Regions from separate parts of the Mus musculus genome. Here region 2 is linked to region 1. The links are chromatin contacts, called in public HiChIP or PLAC-seq maps. All regions are on one chromosome and are shown on one strand. The core of a region is the stretch at or near the end of the contact, and the rest is flanking DNA. Distances in the headings are between cores, read along the strand shown.

Region 1 (5,335 bases), core at 649-3,148:
CCCACCAGCACCGGCTTTTCCCCTCCCAGATTGGTAGTTTCTGCTCCTCTGGAGAAGGTATGGTTTCTACTAACAGTAGGCGTTTCTCCCGACGAGCCTCTGGCCAGTCTTGATACCGGGGGTGTGTGGGGGTTGGGGGGTGCTCAGTCCTCACTGTCCCTTCCCCGAACTCAGCCGGGGCTGCCAGCCTTCCTGCCCGCGAAAATCTGCCCTCCCCACCACCTTGTGCCACGTTGGTGGGTGGGCGCATGGGAAGGCAACAACCCGGCCTTGAACCCTAGACCTCTGGACGGAACCCTCCAAGGCGCCAATAATTCAAGTAGACAGGAAGGTCAAAGGCGATCGGTGCTGCCTGCGGCTCTGCAGGCAGGCGAAGCCGAAGCAAAAGGGTAGGGGAGTGGTATGTTCGGAGAGCTGGCACAGAGTGATCCCTGGGCGGCCGCAGAAGCCGCTCTGCACCGGTGGCACAGAGGCTGCGGGGGCGGAGGCCCCGCGGTGGCCGCTGCCGGCACCACCAGCGCATTCCTGACAGTAGGCGTCACGGGCGCTGGCTCCGGCCATTCACCCATCTCCCTCAGCCTGGAACACCCCACGCAACCCGGAGGCTTTGGGGATCTTCTCCCAGCTCAGCCTGCGCCCCTGCCCCCAAACCAGATGGCTGGTGACACCCATGAGGGGCTTCCTCCGCGAGCGGGAGGGCTTCCACGCTGCTCTGTATGCTCCAGCACTGGGCCACCCTGGCGGCCCGCTCCGGCACGGCTCCAAGGAAGGACAACACAAGGCCATGCGGCCACCAGAGGCTCCTCCAGCAGGGTCACTCCGGACACCTAGCGTCCTCCTGTCCCCAAGACCACAATCACTCCCATTGCTGCCCCTGCCCAGAAAGGATAACATTTTCCGGCGGCTCGGGACCGGGAAGTCCCTCAAGGAGCCACATTAGCAGACAGGGCACCAGATCCCGAGCCCCCGGGCGCACCGGTTCAGACCGCCACGCGGTGTGCCGAGTCTTACCTGAAGTGTCCCACAGGCTCAACTCTATTCTTTGTGTGTCGATTTCAAAACTGGCAGTGTAATTCTCAAACACCGTAGGGACGTAATTCTGGACGAACGAAAGGGACAGAAGAGGAAGGTGGCAAAGAGATTATTAAAAACACGACCCGTAGATCGAACACTTGAAAAACCACCAAGCCCCCAATTAAAAAACCACCACCACCAACAACCTCACACTCCTTACACAGTAAACACGCAGCCCCCTCCCGAGAGCCCACCCAGGTCTCCCCACCCGGCCTCCCACACTGAAACCAGCAAGTTTCTGGGGCCAAGAGCCCAGGGTGCTGGCGGGTCCCAGCCAAGACCCTTCCAGGACACTTTCGCTTCCCGGCCGTGTGGCGGCAGAGACGGCTGGGCATGAGAAAGATTTTCAAGAAAATCAGTGAAGCAGGAGAAAGGCGCAGTCCTCCAGACCGGGGACCCCACCAGCCGCTCCCCTCAAGACGTGCGGGTCACACTCACTTCTGGGAAGCAGTCCTTGGCGAAGACGTGGAGCAGCGCGGTTTTCCCACACTGGCTGTCGCCCACTACTACTATCTTGCATTTCACGTTCTGATTAGGATCCATGATAGATTTACTGGATAATTTCTGGCTGGCTCTTCTCTCCTTCATTGATGTTGCCTTATTTTCTCTTGGAACAGGAATTTTCTCTTTAGAAGAAAAAATATATATATATATATACTTCTCTCTATAAAAAGCAGATATAAAAATAAATCGCAAGGCCGGCGGGAACCCCTTTAAGCACAGCGGAGTGGAGGAGGAGAGGCAGCGGCTCTTTACTCCTCTCCTACAAGTTTTCTGCCTGACTCCGCGCCTCTCTTCCCAAGTCCAATTCCGATCGGTCTGCTTTGTTTCACGCTCTCCGCGCCGCTTTATACGCCCAGCCTTCCAATCCGCTCCGCTTTCTCAATGAGAGAAGGAAACCGATCCGCCTCCTCCCCTTTTATGGAGCCTGGGAGCCAGCACGGCCGCCCCGTTGGCGGAAAGTGTAAGCAGCGCGCCCTCTAGGGTGGCGTGCAGGATGGCTTGCAGACCCAGGTTCTGGCATAACCTGAAGGTGCCAGGCAGGATTTGCAGATGGGTAGGTTGTTCAGGGCCAGGGTGAGGGGAAGCAGATAATCTGTGCACATGGATTTGCATTGGGATTCCTTTCAAATTGCTTTCCAAGGGGCTCGCCTCCAGAAGCCTCGTCATCATTTGTGAAAATAAAAAAAAAAATTCCCAATCAAATTAATAATACAGAAGTAAATCTTGGAAGGGAAAGGCTAAGTTTTTGTGTTCCCAAACCCATAAAATCATTATCTATCTATCTATCTATCTATCTATCTATCTATCTATCTATCTATCTATCTATCTATCTACCTACCTATCATCTATCTTCTATCTATCTATCTATCTATCTATCTATCTATCTATCTATCTATCTATCTATCTATGTATCTATCTATGTATCTATCTATCTATCTACATATATAGTACATAATAACATAGATGATTTATTTCAAACACTAGAACTCGTTTTCCTTGACCTTTGTAGAGGACTGGCTTTTTAAACTGTCAGATTCAGCTATTCCAGAGAAGGTAGGAGGCTTTGGGGAGTGACATGATAATGTGAATAGGTGCAGGGGCGAGAAAAAAGAGAGATGACAAAAACTATCAGAAACTTGGCCGCAACTGCCACTCTCTCTGTGACAGCTCTAGAACCAGGGGTCTAAGCACTCTTTGCTCCCTTCAGCTGTACCCTCCCTCCTTCACCTAAGAATCAAGGAGTTGGACTTAAAAAGCACACATGCTCATTGTGGAAAATTTAGGGACTCCCCTCCTCCACACACGTACTCCAGTCATTCCAAGTCTCCCTTTCAACAAGTCTTAGAAGAGACAGACAAGACTGTGTTTGTTCTCTTGTCTTCTGAGAACAGTGTCTTCATTGCCAGTCACCCCGACAGCCAGGAAGCGTCAGTTATTAAATTTGTAGTGAAGGTGTCTGGGAAGAAAGTTCAGCCTGTGAAGGGCTTGGTCAAGTGCGACTTGAATTTCACCACCAGCACCCATATAAGGAGGCACTCCTGAGACAGACCCAGAGGATCCGTGGGGCTTGCTAGCCAGCCAATCCAGTCAAATTGAGGAACTCAGGATTCAGTGAGAGGCCATGACTCAAAGATAATGTAGATAGAAATTGAGGAAGATAAACAACCTCTGGCTTCCACACATATACTAAACACATACATATAAGTACTTACACATACACACACAACCCTTTAAGGAAAGTATAGTGACTGAATATGTAGTGAATTACTAGAATCATGAAATCACAGGACCTAGAATGCTATCTTACTTCTTTCAGACTCGAGAACCTTGAAGTCGTCCCCTAAAGACAGTCCTGAATCTATCTTTGGGGATAGGTGTGTTTTACACAGGCTGACCATGGAAAGGGCAGAGCTGGCCGAGGTCATATGTCTGCATTTGCCAAAATTTGCTTGGCAGAGCTTTATTCGTTTGCCCCAATATCATCTCTTAAAGTCTTAGGTTGCACTGTCATGTCACAGAGGGAAAAGTATCCTATGTGAACTTCATAGAGTTTACCCTAGCATTTCCCTAGTCTTCCTAGTGCGGGAAATGCTCCTCAAGCTGTTTGTGTGGTCGAGGGAGATTGGGCAGAGCAGTGGGGGCTTTCAGACAAAGATGCATTTAGGCCATGAGCTTCACAGCTTCTGGCTAAGTGACACTGGAGTAGTCATTTCATCTCTGTAAGCCTTAGCTTTATCTTCTTTAAAATAGGTTTCATGAAGACATTGGTAAGAAGATGACAATGGCGCCTGCCTGTACTTGGTATTTCCCTGTAGCTCCCACTTGCTTGCCCAGAACCAAGTCTCATGTCTGGGTGAATCCTGGATTCATTAGTCGACTTACTAATAAGAAGTGGGCACATTTTTGTTCTCTCTCTCTCTCTCTCTCTCTCTCTCTCTCTCTCTCTCTCTCTCTCTCTCTCTCTCTTTCTCTTTTTTAACCTATGACACTTCCCCTTCCAGAGAGATGACTTGGCCTGCCACATTCCTGAATTGATATAGTTTATATGGTCAAAGTCACCTTACCTACAATTAATTATTAGTTATTTTGAGTTGACTTGTTAATGAACTGGACATCAGATAATTTATCATCTAAGCTATATCTGAGCACCAAATAAGACACCGCCAATGATCTGGCAGGCCTCCAGGCTTAAAGGAGTTTACTCCTTGCTAATAGTAGTATAGTCACTTCCCCAGGGATTGCTCTGGAATTATAGTGGATAGATATTTTTAGAAACCAGGTGACCTGAATCTCCAGAAATTTGCCAGCTGCTAAGTGAAATGTAATAGACATGTGACTGAGTAGCAAATCAACTTCCTGAAGCCACCAGCACTTCTAGGAAATGAATTCTTTCTTTTGTCTTTTGAATGTACTTTTAACACCTAAACATTTAGTTTAGTAATTATTTATTAGGTGCCTGCTATATGCCAGGCACTGTTCTAGGAGCCTCAAATAGGGCAATAAACATGAAATTTTCTTTCTGCTCCCAGAGAATACATTTTAGACAGTGCTCAATAAAATATAAGGAAGAGAGTACACAAATCAGACTGAATGTGCTGAGCTCTGTAATGCAAACCAGGATTCTGTGAGAAAGCAAAGTTTAGTGGTGCTTTCTCAGTGTGTCTCCGTGGAGATGGATTCCTTGAGAGGAGGAGGGGGAGGAGGAGGAGGAGGAAGAGGAAGAGGAGGAGAGGAGGAGGAGGAGGGAGAGGAGGAGGAGGAGGAGGAGGAGGAGGAGAAATCAGCCATAAGCAGGCCTTACAGCAGGCTGTTCCAGGCAGGAACAGACAACAGGAAGGTCAGATGGAGGGAAAGTGTTTGGCAGCCTTGAGGAACAGAAGGAGGGCCAGACTGAGGCCCACTGAAGGGAAGCATCAGGAGAGGGAGACACCAGGAAGAGCAGGGGCTGGGTAACCAGTCTTAGAATCTGGACTTTTCTGGGAAGGGTCACATGAAACCAGTCACAGAAGGGCATATATCAGGGTCATAGCATGATTGTATGAATGAACAAGGAGGCAAACAGATGACTCTGGACCTGGGTCTGGATCTGGGTCTGCACTTTTCTGTAGCTTGGCTTCCTGGATGAAGCCTCATCTTAACTGAGAATATTGGACACAAACACACCTTAAGCCCTAGACAACGTAAAGATGCTAGAATGCAAAGAAATGTTTCCCTGGAGACACAGAATCACCCCATTGAGGGCATCATCTATGGCCTA
Region 2 (5,636 bases), core at 1,951-4,450, 710 kb after region 1:
AATAGAAGAGTTATATATGACCGCTATTCTATCCCTATCTATCCCTAGCTACTATAGACATAATTACATTAAAGAAAATATAAACAAAATATGAATTTATGGATTAGATGAATCTAAAGCTGTGGTTTATATAGAGGAAGAGAACAAGACTCCTTGCTTTGCCAAACTTCCCCAAGGGCTTCTCTGACATAATGAGCTCCCCGAGGATTAGCAAAGAAAGATCTATTCTGCTGCAAGGTTTAGTTCTATTTCTAGTACATTCAGCAAGGTATGCCCTGCCCTGTTGACTCCACTGAATATCCTTATTTACTTATTGTGATTAGGAGAAAACTGCCAGGTACAGCAGAGCATGAGGAAGGCACAGGGACTTCAGTTTGTTATCAGTTTGTCTGTATCCAGGGATGCAAACAATACACCCAACAGGTAATATGTAGCAGATGAATCTCAGGTTGGCAGCAAGGGACAAGAATCTAAGGCCCATTGTGAACCTGTCCCCCAACTCTCAGCAAAGCAACCAAAAGCTTGGAATGCCCCATTTGTATCATCCCTGGAGACACTGAGAGGGAGCCCCTGGGTGACATGACTCACTAGGGTAAGTCTCTGAAGGACATTGCTCTGCTGGAGAAAAATGGAAAAAAATCCCAGGCTGTTCTCCAGATGTTGCATTCCCCAAAAGGGATGGGAACAGGCCAAGGCTATTTGGTGCTATTCCCTCCCAAGTCTGAATTGCATTCCACAGTTATTCTCAAGACCTGCAAGTTATCCAAGAGAAAGGAGACAGTCTGTGCAAGCCCTAGGCTACCTGGAGAGTAAAACTTCTTATGTTCCACCAATTACTCTTATTTACAGTAAAAATAAATAAATATTTATTTATTTCACACAAAACTTGTCCAGGGCTATGGTTGAATTTCACATAGCCTAAAACCTAGACCTGAGAAGTTTAACTTTATTTAAAAAAAATGTAAACAATCTGGGTATGATGACACATGGCTATAATCCTAATACTAGGAAGACTGAAGCAGGAGAATCACAAATTCTAATCCACCCTAGCTACACAGCAAGACCCGATTTCCCAATGGAGACAAAGAGAAAGGGAAGAAAGGAAAGAGGGGGGAAAGTCAAGAGGGAGCCAGTAAGGAGAAGGGGAGAAAAACAGGAGAGAAGGGGTGGGGAGAAGGAGGAAAGGGGGGAAGAGGAGAGGAGAAGAGAGGGAGAGAGCACAAAGGACACCCCATTTGAAATGTAACTTTAAGGATGGCATCCCAAGGGATCAAGTTCCCATCCAGGTATATAAAACATTGTCCAGCATCAACAAAGCAATGACATGACCCAGAAACACACCAAGACTACTTGAGTAGATGGAGCAGAACTTTAGCAGAACTGCTGTATCTGGCATGAATTCCAGAGTGGTGGCACCTCAGCTTTGAAGTAGCCTTTCATCAGTGATTGTTATCTGAGATTTTATGGGGTTTTTCTTTTGAAGGATTCTCAGAGCTTTTGAATAGCTTTGTCTAGAGACCAAACCAGGAAGTCTCTAAGGTAGAGAATTGCTTAGGTCTTTCAAGATAACCCCTAGATCAGATAGGAAGTTTGGTATTCAGGAAATTGACTTGCTAAAAATGCCTTTAGTGTAACAATAAAGGGAGCTCCTAGGAAACTTCCAGGTTCAGTCCTTGAGTGGCTGATCCCAGTGCTGCTGAGAAGACTAAATTCATCCTGCACCAACAAGTAGGGGTAGTAAGACAGTATGTACACAAATACCCATCCATACAAGAGAGGTGGGACAAGCTCACAGTGACAACCTAGAAGCTAGAAAGACTGTGGGAATATGTACAGAATTGGTAGGACCAAGCAAGAGAGAAGGTCATTTCTATACCCAGGGACTGCCAGTAAACAGAGTACAAGGGATGGAAAAAACTAGGGAGGAAAGCTAAGGCTTTGCTTCCATTGGTCCAGAAATGTCCTCCTAAATAATCAAAATCTATCCTCCTGATTCAAAGGCTGGAAGTGACAGAAAGCTAACCCTAGGGACACACACCTAGAGCCCAGTCCATCACAATGACTGTGTGTAGAGATAATCAGAGTTCTCAGGACACTAATGATATTAACTGAGCTACATTACTTCAGTCCAGCCAAGGCCGGTGGAGAACTTCTAATTAGCAGAGTTCTGACAAAATTCACTCAATGATCTCAATTGCTGCTGAGGTGAGGAATACCACAGTTAGGGTCCATTTACCATAATTTGTGAGCCTTACCTGCCTAACCTGTGAATAAAAGTGATGGGAACCTATGAGCTTAACACAATGGCATTTGTTATCCATGTTAAACATGATTGGCCTTCAATTAAAGGACCATCACTCACATTAGCTAACATGCAAGTGCATAGGCACACCTTGGTATAATGCACCTGGTGGCCTCCCAAAATTCTGACAGGGCACACAAACAAGGATAGTTGAGTGTCCTACCTGCCATGCAAACCACCTCTGCAGTTTAACCAAAGAACCATAACAGATGTGTGCATGCATATAACTTAAATAGCCAATTTTCTTCATATAATATATGACTCAATTCTCAAATATGAATAGACCAATTTACTGATAATAGACTCTCTTTATCTTTTTTTTTAACTGACATATTTTACCCCATTTGTAGCATAGGGATTTACTGAAAACTTTGGGGATGGGAAATATTTTTAAATGCTGTGAAGTTTCTTGGTGGGGTTAGTGAGTTTGTTTAAATATTGTTACCTAATACATTCTATGTTGGGGTGATGACAAAATATTTTGGCATTAAGAACAAAAGGAATTTTGCCCAAGGCTTTTCCTCATTTGCAAAATGAACTGCAAACAAAACTCAAGATTCTTGTTCCATAATCCCATTATGGGCTCAAGCAGCCAATAAAGACTGTCCAGCTGGCTGCGTGGAATGGGGTCCAGCATAATTTATTCTGTTGAAACCCTTGCAATTAATCACCTCAGATCAATCACTTTCAAATATTCTTTTATTTTGTCCTAGAGAGACCCACCCTACATGATTATTTTTGGAAAAAAAAAGTGTCTTTTCTCTCAAACAAAAAATTTCCATAATAAGATGAAAGGCGGCATATTGAATGTGAAAATTTATGTGGTCCGGGAGAATCTGTTGTGTCCAGCAGTAATTTGGTTTTACATCTGTGTCCCATCTAGACAGGGATAGTCACCCAGTCATTAAATAAAATACCAAATTTTCAAATTGTCTGTGAAGACACAGCAGTTCATTTGAATAGAGTTCATCCAGGAACATTGCTAATACTGTTCTCAAAATAACAACACATATGCATGGCAGCCAATTTTAAAAGTATGCTAGCAAAAGGAAACAGGAAATGAAATGATCCAATGTCCCTTCTGCTCCTCAGAGGTGGCTTCTGAATATTTGATCTGTGATTGCCCAGTCTTCCCCTCCTTATGCATACATGCACGCAGTTATGCATTCAAGATAAGCGTGTGTGAGATACTGTAGAGACTTAAGTTAGGAGGCCTTTGCATTCGTCATAAATCACTTCATCTTCACCACGCACAGAGAGATAATAGTCTCTGTCTCCAGGTGGTTTGAACTCAGAACTTTTGGGGTTGGTTGGTTGCTTGGTTTGTTGTTGTGGTTGTTGATTGTTTGTTTGTTTGTTTGTTTGTCTGTGTTTGTTTTGTTTTTCTCATACTCTTTAACTCCTAACAAATTTCTGGCCTGGATTCTGACTCCCACCACAACCATGCCAGCTTCCATTTCCTCTCTTCTCCATCTTCTCTGTCAACATCTTGTTTTGTTTCCACTTATGTCAGCTTGTCATATCCTATAGCCCCCTGCCCTTGTTTTATTTTTGAGATGTTTGGTAGGGTGGGGCTTGTTGGTGGTGGTAGAGGTTTGGTTTGTGAGAGTAAAAGGTTTATTTGGCTTACTGTTTACAGTCTATCATCGGGCGAAACCAAGGCGGAAAGAAGGGAAGAATCTGGAAGTAGGAACTGAGGCGGAGTTCATGGGAGAGTGCTGCTGACAGCTTGCATCCCATGGCTTCCTCAGCTTACTTTATTATACAACCCAGGACCAATTGCTCACGAGGGGCACCATTCAGAGTGGACTGGGCCCTCTGACATCAATCATTAGTCAAAAAACAGGATGCTGGGGAGATGTCTTTAATGAGATTCATTGCTCTTGCACAGGAAGTCAAGTGTTCAGTTCCCGACACTAATACGGTGGCTCACAACCATCCATTAACTTCCATTCCAGGGACCCAATGCCCTCTTCTGGCTGCTGGCTGCTGTGGCCAGCACAGATTTGATTTGGGTTTGGGCTTGGGTTTGGGTTTGGGTTTGGGTTTGGGTTTGGGTTTAGGTTTAGGTTTGGGTGTTCTGAGACAAAATCTCAGTATATAGCTTGGGCTGCCCTCCAACTTGAGGTATTCCTGCCTCCGTTTCCCATGTGCTGATCTTACAGGCATGTACCACACCAGGTCCTCTGATATCAGCTCCTGCCTCTACCCCTACCCTCCCCTTCAGTGTCTACCTCTTGCTACCACTTGCTTCCTGCATATGTTCTGCCCAGACATCTTTGCCTAGAGCTAATCCTCCTAACAGTACAATTCTCCTTGGTAGGACTCATTGACATCCTGTCTCAATTCTCTAGTTTCTTACATCCCTCTACTAATAGGAATCTATTATTATATATAGACATATGATTATTAGATATATTATCATATATTTCTATTATTAGATGTAGGTACTAGTAGATATAATCTACTAATAGATATAGACAGACAATTCATTAAGGATTCTGTTATTCTGATCTCAGCTGAGATCTGAGACTTCTTACTCCTTTCTAAGATTAAAAGAAAAGTTTCTTATTTATTTTTGAGATCATAATTTAATTATATTTCTCCCTCCTCTTCCCTCCCTCCCAGCCTTCCCATATACTCCTTGCAACTCTCCTCTAAAGTCATGGCCTCTTTTGTCATCAATTGCTATTGTATGCGTTTGTGTATTTGTTTATATATTCCTAGATATAACCTGTTGGGTACATATAGTGTAACTTGTATGTGCATTTTTAGAGCTGTTTGGCACTGGGTAACCAGTTCATGTGCACTTTCATGTGCAAGGTCCACCTCTCCTACTCCCAGCTTTCCCTAGTTGCCTACAGTTCTTTGTGGAGGTTGGAAGCCTTGTGGACTTTGCCCAGTCTGTCATGTTCATTGGTACCATCCTTTACAGCTCATGATTGGTCAGTCATGTTGACGAAACTTTGAGTATAGCTTCTGATATTACTAGGAAGGATGTTCTCATGGCAGACTTCCTGACCCTCTGGTTCATGCCTATCCATCCCTTCTTCTACAGTGTTCCCTGACCTTGGGGGTGGGAGTGTTTTGTAGATACATCCATTGGGATTGGGCTCCACATTTTGATTGGGTTATGGTTTTCTGAGGCCATTTCCATCTGTTGGAAAGAGAAATTTCTTTGATGAGAGCTGAAGAGTCCCCTTCTCTGTGGAAATAAAGGACAAATGTTTAGGGATTGTTGTTAGGGATTATGCTGTTTGAGTAAATTAGTGATTGTAGATTCTCCTCAAAAAGCCATGTTTTCATTAACATTGATGTGTTAGCTAGACTTCCA

The links. HiChIP or PLAC-seq counts read pairs in DNA pulled down with a chosen protein or histone mark.
Region 2: an H3K27ac HiChIP or PLAC-seq map of VIP interneurons shows a contact between it and region 1, with 8 times the contacts expected there. The contact joins the enhancer-like site here to the promoter of Rnd3 in region 1. A contact is called at or near these places in 7 of 39 promoter capture datasets (the 3T3-L1 cell line, frontonasal cranial neural crest, hippocampal neurons and 3 more) and 16 of 115 datasets of contacts at active chromatin or transcription factors (SST interneurons, VIP interneurons, bone marrow-derived macrophages and 12 more).

The regions. Positions count from the first base shown.
Region 1 is chr2:51,147,213-51,152,547 of GRCm38.p6, forward strand. It overlaps Rnd3 (Rho family GTPase 3), which reads right to left and starts at 1,899. Exons shown (of 5, transcript NM_028810.2): 1 at 1,513-1,899; 2 at 1,012-1,099. The coding sequence starts at 1,662.
Region 2 is chr2:51,856,786-51,862,421 of GRCm38.p6, forward strand. No RefSeq gene overlaps it. Among named protein-coding and RNA genes, the nearest start is that of Rbm43, 76 kb to the right of the region's middle. Within about 2 kb of position 3,201, at least 1 of the 459 cell types and tissues checked has an H3K27ac peak or open chromatin away from gene starts, as enhancers often do. A contact at or near this core is called in VIP interneurons, where this site is marked.